Regions from separate parts of the Columba livia genome. Here all the other regions are linked to region 1. The links are chromatin contacts, called in public Hi-C maps. All regions are on one chromosome and are shown on one strand. Each heading gives the region's core, a stretch centred on a gene start, on an enhancer-like site or on the middle of the called end of the contact. The rest is flanking DNA. Distances are from core to core; before and after follow the strand shown.

Evidence for each region. Hi-C and Micro-C count contacts between places; a contact is called where the count stands out from the background.
Region 2: a contact with region 1 is called in a Hi-C map of crop, with 2.6 times the contacts expected there. The contact joins the promoter of LOC102092743 here to the promoter of PHLDA1 in region 1. A contact is called at or near these places in 2 of 2 Hi-C or Micro-C datasets (crop and liver).
Region 3: a contact with region 1 is called in a Hi-C map of liver, with 4 times the contacts expected there. The contact joins the promoter of KRR1 here to the promoter of PHLDA1 in region 1. A contact is called at or near these places in 2 of 2 Hi-C or Micro-C datasets (crop and liver).

Annotation. Positions count from the first base shown.
Region 1 is chr1:157,943,139-157,947,303 of bColLiv1.pat.W.v2, reverse strand. It overlaps PHLDA1 (pleckstrin homology like domain family A member 1), which reads left to right and starts at 2,166. Exons shown (of 4, transcript XM_065051584.1): 1 at 2,166-2,207. The coding sequence starts at 2,166. NAP1L1 (nucleosome assembly protein 1 like 1) reads left to right here. Exons shown (of 15, transcript XM_005510239.4): 15 at 782-1,510. The coding sequence ends at 817.
Region 2 is chr1:157,755,407-157,759,571 of bColLiv1.pat.W.v2, reverse strand. It overlaps LOC102092743 (glioma pathogenesis-related protein 1), which reads right to left and starts at 1,883. Exons shown (of 6, transcript XM_021298153.2): 1 at 1,245-1,883. The coding sequence starts at 1,424. All of the region lies in intron 1 of LOC135576343 (a long non-coding RNA gene), which reads left to right.
Region 3 is chr1:157,787,643-157,791,807 of bColLiv1.pat.W.v2, reverse strand. It overlaps KRR1 (KRR1 small subunit processome component homolog), which reads left to right and starts at 1,788. Exons shown (of 10, transcript XM_005510237.3): 1 at 1,788-1,944; 2 at 2,508-2,683; 3 at 3,186-3,320; 4 at 3,541-3,666; 5 at 3,764-3,847. The coding sequence starts at 1,851. It overlaps LOC110364530 (a long non-coding RNA gene), which reads right to left and starts at 1,775. Exons shown (of 3, transcript XR_002423381.2): 1 at 1,674-1,775; 2 at 154-189.

The sequences.
Region 1 (4,165 bases), core at 917-3,416:
GAACTGAGAAAGGGTAAGACTGTACACTCAGTTTTGGAGAGAACTGCCAAAGGGCTAGAGACAGTAGTGGTACTATAGTGTATTGACACAAGAATAAATAGTTGTAAGCTGATCAGACTGAAAGCCAGCTGAATTTATTACAGCACTGCACTCTTAGAACAGCTATCCAGACCAAGAAAGTGGAGTAAAACTTGCAACTGAACTCTGTCCCCAAAAATTCTTTTCCTTAAATTTGCCTATTACTGTGAGATATTGTTGCTTGTCTGTTTCAGTATAACAGAAGAAATTTTCCACGTTAGGATTTTCTAGCAACTGGACTTTATTGCAAAAGACACTTGTAGAGTGGTAGGAATGTACCATGATTTGGTGTTTCATTGCATTGCTCTACAGGGGCTTCTGGAGTAAGGTTGTGCCCTTGCTGCTGACCACATGAAGTTTCTTTTGCCTCTAACTGAAGAAAGCATGGATACTTCTGAGCTGGGTTGTTTTTTACTGTGTGTAACTTTCCTTCTCCTTTTTCCAGTTTTACTGTCTTTCAGAGTATCCCACCACACTTAATTATAAACTGATTTTTGTTCTGGGCAATAGCCATGCACAAAATAAATGCGGTGTGGCTGTTGCCACATCCAGAGGCAGCAGTGTTACTAATATGAACCAGTTACTTTAAGGGAAAAGATGATGGAAGAACATGAATGCTGGAACTTGAGAAAGTATGCTTAGCAATATTAATAGTTCTTTTAAAACACTATCTTTAAACTGATATTTCCTCTTTTCTCAACAGAAGGATCAAAACCCAGCAGAATGCAAGCAGCAGTGAAGCAGTGTGTATGTGGCCTTGAGGATTACCTGCACTGTAATAGCCTAAACACAACTATTAGTTACTTACAGCCTTATGTTTTGTATCTTGGTAGAAATAAGTAACCAATTTGTTAAAAAAAAAATAAAAATTGAACACATAAGAACCAGTTTAAAATGTAGGTTCAATCTACCTAGCATTTTAACAGTATAATTTTCTGCCAATATGTAGAATGCAGTAAATCCCCTAAAGCATGAATGTTAATTCATTGCTACATAGTTTGGTTCTTGTGAAGTCTTTGTCATGTAGCTATTAGACTGCAGCTGTGAAGATTATCAGAACTGTTAACTGAGACCAATATTTCTTTAGAGAAAACTCTCTCCTGAAGAATCAACCAAAGTATTTTTCAGCCCAGTAGTCTGAATGGGTTTAAGTCTGCTTGCACTAGCTGTGCCTTCATTACCTTGTTATAGAAATGGCAGTGACTTGTACTAACTAGGAGATGATGATGCATTTTGAATTTGACTACTTGAGAAGACTAGTATAACTTGTTTAATTTCCAACGAGACCACATTAAACATTCATAACTGTCAGCTTGTTTATGCTATGGGTTTTGTATTTTATGTGACATAGTGATCTACAAAAGAAACCTAGTCATCATATTAAGGTTATTGTTTACCACTGGGGTGTGAATAAAACCTAGTATTTTCAAAAGCTAGTCTTGTTTTATTATGATGTGTGTATCTGCATGTGTGAACTGGTAAAGCATATCTTTCATGCTGCAGTTCACTTTTTACTGGAAATAAAAGTTGAGTTACTGAAAAGTAAATTGTGCAGCATTTTGAAACAAACAAAATAGTTTGTGAAGTTTGATCCATACTTTCCACTGGCAGTGTGATACTTGTGAATCTGAGCTAGAATTTTGGTGATTGGTCAATTCTGCCATTTTGGAGAAGACAAGTTTTTAGAAGTGGGGCTAGATCTGGTAAAGGACTTCAATATTGCTGCACCTGACTCTGAAGCACTGGTTATTAGTGTGAAATCTGGAGCCAAGAAAGGTACCTTGGATTTCCAGTCTGTGTAGATAGGGCTTGGTTGTCCTGAACAAAATTTGCCCTGCAGCAGCATAAGGGAGCGCTAAAAAAATTGGCTGTATTCTAGTTTGTACTCACTGTATCAAACATCTGCAGAGGAGGAAACAAACCCCAAGGAATTTCTCTCTCCTTACCTAATATTCTTTTCACTGTGCTTATGCTTGTATGTTCTGGTTCATACTTCTTCCATATTGGATGTTCATTGTCAGTTGACACATGAGGTAGATCTTTCTTATGCTCCTGAGTTGTGGATAGAATGTGCTCAGCTTGAAACTATGAACTTGAAGTCTTCCACTGGAGTTTTCCCAGTCACTAAGGTACTGCTATACTCTATGCAGTCTTGTCCTTCACATAACTGTAGAAGTTCTGGTCTTTTAAGCAAGTACCCAGATAACTTTTTGAAGTATGAAAAGGTCCAGCCTAGCCATGGATCTATTTCTACAGTAGCTACTTTTTTTTTCCACTGATATACTGACTTAGCCATAGAGGGTTAAAGGTTTGAAAAGAGCAGGGCAAGCAGGAGGCAACAGCCATCTGAGGATGGAGCTGGTGGAAGAATCTCTAGCACGTCTCTTGCTTGGAGGGTAAGTAATAGAAAATATGGCTTATCCCAAGTGCCCTTGAGAATCCTCATGCCCCCTGAGAAGAAGTGGCTTTGTGTGCTCTGACTAAACTGTTTCGTTTGTGTTTGTTTTTATTCTTATTCCTTGAACACTTAAATACCACACTTCTTCATTTCAGAATCCCTTCCAGGCTTCATCTTTCTCTCCAGATATTTATGGCTTTGAGAGCAGGGAGCTCTTGTTATCTATAGCTGTATATAAAACAGTACAGTCAAAGCTGTGCTCTTAGGTAACCCATACATCATAGCATAAAAAAATACAGTAATGAAAGGTTAACATCACATTGTCTGGTAGCTGTGTCTTAAAGTAGATATAGTTGTGTTCTTGTGCTGACATAAATCCTGACATAAAATGCTTATCCTTTGAAGCACTGACCTTGCCAGGTGTTTGCATATCACTCTGTCTCTTTTATGAATGTTTCCCAGGATGAAGTTTAAACTTCAGGGCATGCAGAAATCAAACTGGTGACATGTTATGAGCTTGAGCAGTCAGTTGGGGGCTTTGGGGTTCATACTTTAGGACATGAAAAGTATCTGAAGTCCTTACTTAGATCTAGCCCACTTTTACTAACAGCATCTGGCAACTGTATCTTAAAAAGAGAAAGCTCCATTAAAAGTTGTCCAATGAATTTCAGAAGTTGTTATTCTAAAGAAATTGTTTGTGTTTTGATTGCTTTCTCATTAATATCTTCATACCCTACAATGGGGTACCATATTTGAAAAGAGGAGTTGGTAGATGTCAAAGCTCACCTGCAGTCTGCAAGATCCAGAGCCATGAATCTGTCTCCATCAGTGGATTTTACTGAGCTTCTCTCTAGGTTCGCTTGCTAGTTCTTGTGTTCTCTAGACTGCAGCAAAAGGAAGGACATAATCATATAAATGGAGGTGCCATTTCTTATGAGATCAGTTAAATAAAAACTGTTTTGGTGCTCAATGTAGTTTTGTGATCAACACTCTTGTTTAGCAATTCTGAAAGGCAGTATGTAGCAGGAGCATTAAACATTCAACATTGATTGGAGTTTTATGACTCATTCTTTTCACTTCTTACAGATTTATACCAGCCATAGAGAAACTCCTCATTTAGTATTAGACAAGTTACCTTGTTGTTAACAAGTTCAAGTCTAGGAAAATGTGTCACTGAAATAAGGTTTCTTGGTCAGTTGTTGAAGTACTACACCAGAGTTTAAGGTTGGTGTAAATGGTGCCTTCTGTCTAGTTTTGGTCGCTGTACTGAAGGGGAGAATTATCTTAAGGAAAAATGGGGGGGTTGGTGAGGAAAGAGGCCGGAGAATTAACTGACACTTTAGATGGAGAGGGAAGGGTGCCTTGGAGCTTGAGCTTGATGGAGGGGGATGCATCTTTGTAATTCTACACTTTCAGCAATATTGACAGTGCTCTTCAATGTTTTGGAAAGCATCTATCTCTGATGTGCAAGGGACAGGCAGGAGCAACTGCAATGCCAATAGTCTGAGTTTCTTTGTAGAATCATAGAATCATTTTGGTTGGAAGAGGCCCTCAAGATCATCAAGTCCAACTGTTAACCTAACACTGAAACTAAAGCATGTCCCCAAGAACCTCATCTACATGTCTTTAAATACCCCCAGGGATGGTGACTCCACCACTTCCCTGGGCAGCCTGTTCCAATGCCTGACA
Region 2 (4,165 bases), core at 634-3,133, 190 kb after region 1:
AACGTGGAGGAGAATGATCATCCTCAAGCATGGAGGACTCTCCTAAAGCAACAGAGAGTACTCTGCAGCTTTGATCAGAGACAACTGGACATCTTCTGTGAAGTAGGTAAATAAGCAGTAATTACTTGCTCCTTCCAATACAGAGACCAGAGACTATCAAACGAAGCTAGGAATTAACAGGTACAAATTAAAACCAAGAAGGTACTTTCACGTGACTTGTGGTTAGGCTGTGCAGCTCTTGCTAGACAATGCTAGGGATGATAAAACCTTGCATGAGATCAAGGCTGTAAAAAAATCATGCAAGAAAAGTCACAAACCTTTAAATACAATGCAACACATTTGATTCAAGAGGTTTCTGTATATTTGTCCTACTCTTATTCCAGGCTTGTTGGATGTGTTGTCTGAGTAGCTAACTTTGCTCCTGTGAGCTAGCATTTTAAATTAAACACTGTTTTTTAAAATGGCAATAAATTAAAATGTTCCTTTCACAGAAGTGATTCATTTTGTGCATGTTGTTATGCTTTTAACTTCCTTTCCAGCTACACCGTTCTGCTGGAGGGCTCAGAGTAATGACACGAAATGACAGGGGTTACCTCTCTCAGCTCTCTGTCTATCTCCCTTTTCCCTTATGTATTCCACCAAGCAAGCTGAGACCTATCCATAACCATTACATATCCATAACCACTATATTTATGGGAAGCTCTGCTTTCCAGCCCAGGCATCAGTATCCCTACTCCCCAAACCCTGCTACAGCAAACGAAGATCAGGTATCTAAATGGATGTCCTGGCAAACCCCTTTATTCAACACACATTCTAGACTGGAAAAAACAAGGGGAAATGATAGATTTTCAATGAATCCTGTTGTGCACACTGCCTATTCAGGAGTTTTTTAACACTAAACAGCCTCCCTATATGAAATCTGGACTACCATAAAATAGATTACTATCTCTCTTAGAAAGAGGTAAATGAAATGCTGAGAACTTAACATTATATTGCTCAATACAGCCCTTTGCTCTGATTAAAGTTTAGAGTAGCAATCCGTGCCTAAACAGGGAATTCCCTTCAAATTATTAAAACTGAACAATACTGTAAAAAGTCTTTTCTATTTCCCACGAAGAACTAACATATATAATACAAAATCATTGACAGAAGGGGAAAGAAGAGCACAAAACGAATAAGAAGATGGTCTAAATCCGCAGCACAATCTATATTAATTTTCAAACAGATCATAAATGTCTCCTTACCATACGAAACATATTGCTGGCTGGTGGATTCACCTGGGATCGAAATTTGTTGTGAGCTCTCACACAGTCTTGAATGAACGTTGCATCTCCAATGTCAGGCAAGGGATATGGTGGATCCGCATGACCGCAAGTGAAGAGATCCAGTAAGAATAACACCACAAAGAGAAACGTGATTTTCATAATTCTTCAATGCTTTCAGTAATTTCTTTTTAAAGTTTTTAAAAGAGAAGTCTCTTAGGTGGAGATAACACTGGCAAGCAGTTCTTTAGAGGCTGTCGTTTGGGTGTGGAAGCACTTGAAATTGTCAAAGCAAGAGGAAGCGAAATTGCTTCATAAGGTACAGTTCTGTGTGACCTCACAGCTGCTAAACCATGAAACTGGCACCTGCTATGCATATTAGCAAGGAACAACACTCCCAGGTATAATTCTGCCTTCTCTTTGAGCGTGCTCCATTCTGGTTGACTGCCAAACCATTCTGTGATTGTAGGTCTTACCTACAGCTTTCTTAAAACCTGCATCAAACAAAACACAAATCTGCTGTTCAGCGGATTTTCCTCTGGTATAGCTTAGTCAGAGCAGCTCAATTACAATTATGTTGCAATACCTTGTTTCCATTTCAGAATTACTCTAGGAATAAACAGATTTAGGGAAACTGCATATATTGAAATTTGACCTCACCACAAGAAAAAAAAAAGTTACCGAACAAGCAGTTTGCTACAGAACAGACCTTCTGACCTGGTTTCATGTGTAACAAGTATGCAAGAGCCCTAAGAACAACTATATGTTTTAAGAGCTAAGGTCTTGTAATGGAGATTTAGGTAGGTTTACATAGAAAATATGTTGTAGGTTGTAAACAGCATTCATGGGTCTTATTCCCTGCTCAGTTTTGCAGGTTAGGCCTTCTCCTCCTGAACACTTGTGGGAATTACCATTCTCATGTTGCCTTCTCTGTCTGCATATGCCTTTTCCCTCTTAAATAATACCTTTGGTTGCTTCAGAGTCTTGTAACAATCCGTACACCTAATTGAGACAGGCTGAAGGAGCTGTAACCCTCCAACACCATCACAGCTATACCTATCCAGGCTATTAGCAAGAAACATATAAATATTTATATGTGTGCGTGTGTTTATGGATGTCCACACATTACTAACACTCCACACCCTCCTCTCAGCCCTGCCAGCATTTTTTTACCTATTTCATGAGGGAAGGGGCAGTTGCAGAAGGCAACAAAATTGGTGCAGAGTAGTTCTGGTGTTTTGGATCTTTTGGGAAAGAAACAAAAGTGGCCCTCCAGTTATTCTTGTTGTACAGGCTTAACACAGCCCTTATCAATAAACAGCCCCCAGAGGCAGAAGAGACATTGACAGAGAGGCAAATGAATAAGTATTATATTTTCTTCCACTTTTCTTTTAAAATAGTTTCCCGTGCCTTGAAACTCTCCTAGTAAAATCACCATTTGTTTTCTCCGATAATTTTTTTTAAAAAGACTAAGCTGAAGTGGTTAGTGGGAGGGGCACAGTGGGCACATGTGATCTGGGGCACAGTGATCTATGGGCACATGTGATCCACACATCCAGGGCACATGTGATCCATGGGCACAGTGATCCGGGGACAAGATGCTTTTGATCCTGTCATGTCCTTAAAGAAAATATGCATGAGGCACTGGCAGTCACCTCCTTTGACAAGTGAAAGGAAGTAAGAGGTGAAGCTCCCACCCTGTCACAACCCCAGCCTTTGGCTGTTACCTTTTTCTCTACCAGTGGTTGGCCGTGGCTCCATCTGCCTCCAGAACATGTATGTGATAGTCACGACCTCACCTACATTTAGTAGATTCACCTGCTGACTCTGTCTCCTGGTGTACCAATAACAGTGCCAAGGTCCCTTGTCCAGCAAATGTAGTTTCTATTCTGCTGTCATGTCTCATCCCAGAAGCTGTGTGAAAGTATTGGCAAAGGTGATAGTCCCCTCAGCTCTGGTGGGACATTTTAAAATTTATGGGAGGATGGCCTCTTGCTGGTGTTGGTGACTGCTGGTCAGGCTGGGATGGTGAAGGGGATCTTGGGAGAAAGGTTTCTTCCTGTGGGTGCCGTTACCTTCTGTCCTGCCACAGGACTGAGGTTGGTCTCTCCCATCAGCTGCCAGCTTCTGGGCTACAAAGTGCCTTCCACTCCACTATGTGCACTCCTGAAGTCCACAAAGGCCCACTGAGGTGCCACTGGCAGTGTGGCTTGTATGTGGAGCACCAGATAATGGAGCTCTCCTTAGATTAAATCACAACAGATTAGATCATGATGGTGAACAGCCTCATCCCCTGCTACTAATCTGAATGCAAGAAGGCCTGTCCACTGCTTTGCTTCCTTTGAAAGTTGTCTTGCCTCTTTTCTAAACCAAGGCCATCTGAGTCGAGTTTACTGTTAGTTATTACCTTTCTCCAGCTGAATTTTACCTTGAAAGTAGAAAATAAGTATGTTTACTCTCTTTCCTTTTTTTTTCCTAATAATGCCCATGCAATCTATGAGAAACCAATGCCTTTGGTCAGCTAGGTAATGTAAAACCATGATTATATTACAACTACACGTAATCTGCACAAAAATTATAATCACACATTAATTTAACAATGCGGTGAGCTGGCAGTTATATATGTGTACAGTTTAAATTCTGTGGTTGGAAAATGAGTTGAGACCTTTATGAAAGAGGAAATTTTGACATATCCAGGGTAGTCCAGGTTATGAGATGCTTGTCTGCAGAGATGACTCTGGCTCCATCTAGTGATTCTATCCGTAATTAAAGCAGAAGTCCAGTCCACTCACAAACATCTAGAACTGATTTTTTCACAAAAAGAAAGTTATAATCCTTTGCCAGTATTAATCAGTGGATCTTGTAAAGCAGACGCAAATTAAGCTTTGGGATTTCAATATTAT
Region 3 (4,165 bases), core at 539-3,038, 160 kb after region 1:
TACACTTCCACTTACACTTTGATGATGCTGGTTCTTTTTTCCTTTGTGTTGCATAATACTGATAGAAAACTCATAGCTGGAGAACATGGGTAGAAAAGATGTTTCACATGAAAAAGGAGGAAGCAAAGAAGACATTTGGTATATGCCTCTCACCTCAACTGCAGTGCTAAATTTCTTAAGAGCCTGTGCCTGTAATCAGAGTAGAGAGACAGAGTCAAGAAGGGGCTGCAGACCCACCCTCAGGAAGGGTGTGAAACCTCCAGCTGCACAACCACCCACCAGACCCTGTTGGCTGGGGACAGACCGTGCTGAGTTCACAGGAGCCACTGCTGCCCAGGCACAGACACACCCTGACATACAGCAACCCCAATGGAGAACCATGGGAATGTTCTATGCTCACAAGCACCAAGGAGATGTTTGGATGTGACACATGGCGTGCAACGCCTGCTGCCTGAGTGCAGCCACTTGCTCCATGGGACTAAGGAAAGCACTGCCCCTGCCTGGGAGGCAGAGCAGGAGCCCTGCCTGCACCGGCTTTATAGAATCCCAGAATCATTCCAGCTGCAAGAGACCCTCAAGATCATCGAGTCCAACCAAAACCTAGCTCTAGTATTAAACCATGTTCCTAAGAACCTCTATGTCTTTTAAACACCTCCAGGGATGGTGACTCCACTACTTCCCTGGGCAGCCTGTTCCAATGCCTGACAACCCCTTCCATGAAGTAATTTTTTCTAATATACAATCTAAACTTCCCCTGGTGCAACTTGCGGCTGTTTCCTCTCATCCTATAACTTCTTACTTGGGAGAAGAGACCAACACCCTCCATGCCACAACCTCCTTTCAGGGAGTTGTAGACAGCGATCAGGTCTCCCCTCAGCCTCCTTTTCTCCAGGCTAAACAGCCCCAGTTCCCTCAGCTGTTCCTCATCAGACTTGTGCTCCAGACCCCTCACCAGCTTTGTTGCCCTTCTCTGAACTCTCTCCATCACCTCAATGTCTTTCTTGTAGTGAGTGGCCCAAAACTGAACACAGGATTCAAGGTGGGGCCTCACCAGTGCCGAGTACAGAGGCACGATCAATCCTTTAGTCCTGCTGGCCACACTATTCCTGATACAAGCCAGGATGCTGTTGGCCTTTTTGGCCACCTGGGCACACTGCTGGCTCATGTTCGGCTGCTGTCAATCAACACCCCCAGATCCTTTTCCAGCAGGCACGTTCCAGCCACTCTTCCCTGAGCCTGTAGCGCTGCCTGGGGTTGTTGCGACCCAAGGGCAGGACCCCGCACTTGGCCTTGTTGAACCTCTTACAACTGGCATCAGCCCACTGATCCAGCCAGTCCAGATCCATCTGTAGAGCCTTCCCACCCTCCAGCAGATCAACACTCCCACCCAATTTGGTGTCATCTGCAAACTTACTGAGGGTGCACTCAATCCCCTCATCCAGATCATTGATAAAGGCATTAAACAGAACTGGGGCACTGGGGAACACCAGTCGTGACCAGCGACCAACTGGATTTGGCTCTGTTCACCGCAGCTCTTTGGGCCCAGCCCTCCAGCCAGATCTTTACACAGCAAAGAGGATGCCCAACCAGGCCACCAGCAGCCATCTTCTCCAGGAGAATGCCATGGGAAACAGTGACAAAGGCTTTACTTAAGTGTTAGCACACAACACCACCTTTGTGCTCCTAGGACAGCCACCCGATAGAACGTCCATTGCTCCGAACACAGAGGGAAAACCCGCCGCCCTCCAAGCCCTAGCAGCCGCTACCGCTCCCCTAAGCCCCGCCCACTGGGACTACCGCTCCCGGCGTGCACTGCGCCCTCCCTCCACCACCCGCTTCCGGCGCCGGGCATGGGGGACATGGCGGATCCTCCTGAGGCGGCCGCGGCGGGGGCGAAGCAGAAAGAAAAACAAAAACATAAGAACAAAAAGAAAGCGGCGACAGGTGGGGGGCGGAGTGAGGGTCCGTGCAGGGTTGGCAGCCGGCTCTCTGGGAGGTCCTCGGGCTGAGGATTGCCTCCCTGTGGCCGTGGGCCTGCTGCTCCGACCTGGCCCATGGGGTCCTTGCGGCTGCCTGAAACCACCGGCGGCCGGGGAGTTTGACCGCCGTTTCGTATAAGCGGAGAGACAGCGTGGGTGGGTCAGGCTGCGTCCCGGCCTGCAGGGCTGGGGTAGGAGAGGGGTGTGTGTTGGATGTGGTGCGTCTGGCCTGGCAGTGCAATGGGTGCTCCCCTCAGCCTGGGGTGACTTGTTCTTGTGTTACAGCCTGTTCAGGATGCGTATTCTAGTCGTGAAATATTTTTTGGTTTTGAAAGCTTTAAGACTTAACTTTTCTAATGTCAGATGCTAAGCAGATTCAGCAGAGTATTAAACAAAACTTCATGTCCCTGCTTTCAGTTATTGTATCTTTTGTTGTTAAAGAGAAAGAAGTAACAGTCACTGATTAAAGAGAAGGAAAAAACTTTTTCTTTTTCTTTTTTGTTTTTTCTTTTTTAATACTTAAAACAGTTGATGAATCTGAACTTCTCACTGTGCCAGATGGATGGAAAGAGCCGGCGTTTACAAGAGAAGATAATCCCAAAGGGCTGCTGGAAGAAAGCAGTTTTGCAACGTTATTCCCCAAGTATAGAGAAGCATACTTGAAAGAATGCTGGCCACTTGTCCAGAAAGCCTTGGATGAACATGTATGCATATTTCCTGATTGTGATACTATGTTTTGTCTCTTGGGAGATACAGGTGTTACTTAAGCTTATAAAAATAGTGCATGTTTCTTTTCTGATGCTGTATTTGTGTATATTTCTACTGTGCTTGTGTTTAGAAGTGGTAGTGTCTTTTTTTATCAGCATTGAAGTGGATGAGAGCCTATGTAGCCAGACTTGCAGTTCTTCACCGATGTTGTCAGCAAAGCTCCTTGGAGCAGCAGCGTCTCATCATCCAGATGCTGACAACTTTGTTGCACCAGAATTCAAAGAGACAGGGAGGTGTCTTTTGGGCCCTATGACACATATATTTAGTCTTTTTTGGTTCTGTGTGAGTTTCATGAAGCTGAAAATTAACTTTACAAATTTCGGAAAACAGATCTATATTCAGTGTGTAGTATTCTGTTTCTTAACTTCTTACTGCCAAAGATGAATTCTGAGGCTCCTATCTAGAGATTGCTTTATTATTTCTTTTCAAATATTGCAGTATGTGAATGCAACACTGGATCTAATTGAAGGAAGCATGACTGTCACTACCACTAAGAAGACTTTTGATCCATATGCAATCATCAGGGCTAGAGATTTAATAAAACTTCTGGCAAGAAGCGTTCCATTTGAACAGGTCTGTATTAAATCCTCGAAGTTTGTATCAAATTCTGTCAGAATACTTATAGTACATTTTCAAAATGTGGGATTTTCAAGTTAGTCAAGTAAAATAAAGTGGATATTTAAAGTAAATATATCTGAAAGTGAAGTGAGAATAATAAAATGCAGTATTCTCTTGACTCTTCTGAATAATACATTTGCATTGAGAATATATTGCCTGCTTCTTGTCTCCTTAGGCAGTTCGTATCCTTCAAGATGACGTTGCATGTGACATCATTAAAATAGGCTCTCTGGTGAGGAAGAGGGACACTTTTATAAAAAGAAGAGGACGACTTCTTGGTCCAAAAGGATCTACTCTGAAGGTATTTCCGATAGGTGCAGTAACCAGAAAATTCTTAGACCTAAGTTTGTGCCAGGTCTTCAGTTTACACTAATTTTTTAAATTTTTTTTTGGTGTAGGCCCTGGAACTGTTAACAAACTGTTATATTATGGTGCAAGGCAACACTGTTTCAGCTCTTGGACCCTTTAGTGGGCTAAAAGAGGTAAGGGAAGGCAGATGAGCAGTTTGGATAGTGTTTGTCTGTGCCCAGCTCAAGGGCAGACGAGAGGCAAGATCTGGCAGCCTTGAGTATCTTACTGACTTTTCAGCCATGTGTTAGTAAGCTACATTTACACAAATGTCCATAGTCTTTGCTGGTTAATTTTGTTTAGATTTTCAGATCTTTCTGTCTTTGAAGTAAAAAAGTATTTATGAAATACTTTTTTTTGTTTTTTTCAAGCAAGAATTTTTGTAGTTTCAGATAAGAGTTGTAGGAGTGAAAATACTGTGGAGATAATGATTTATAACCTTAAGGAACATA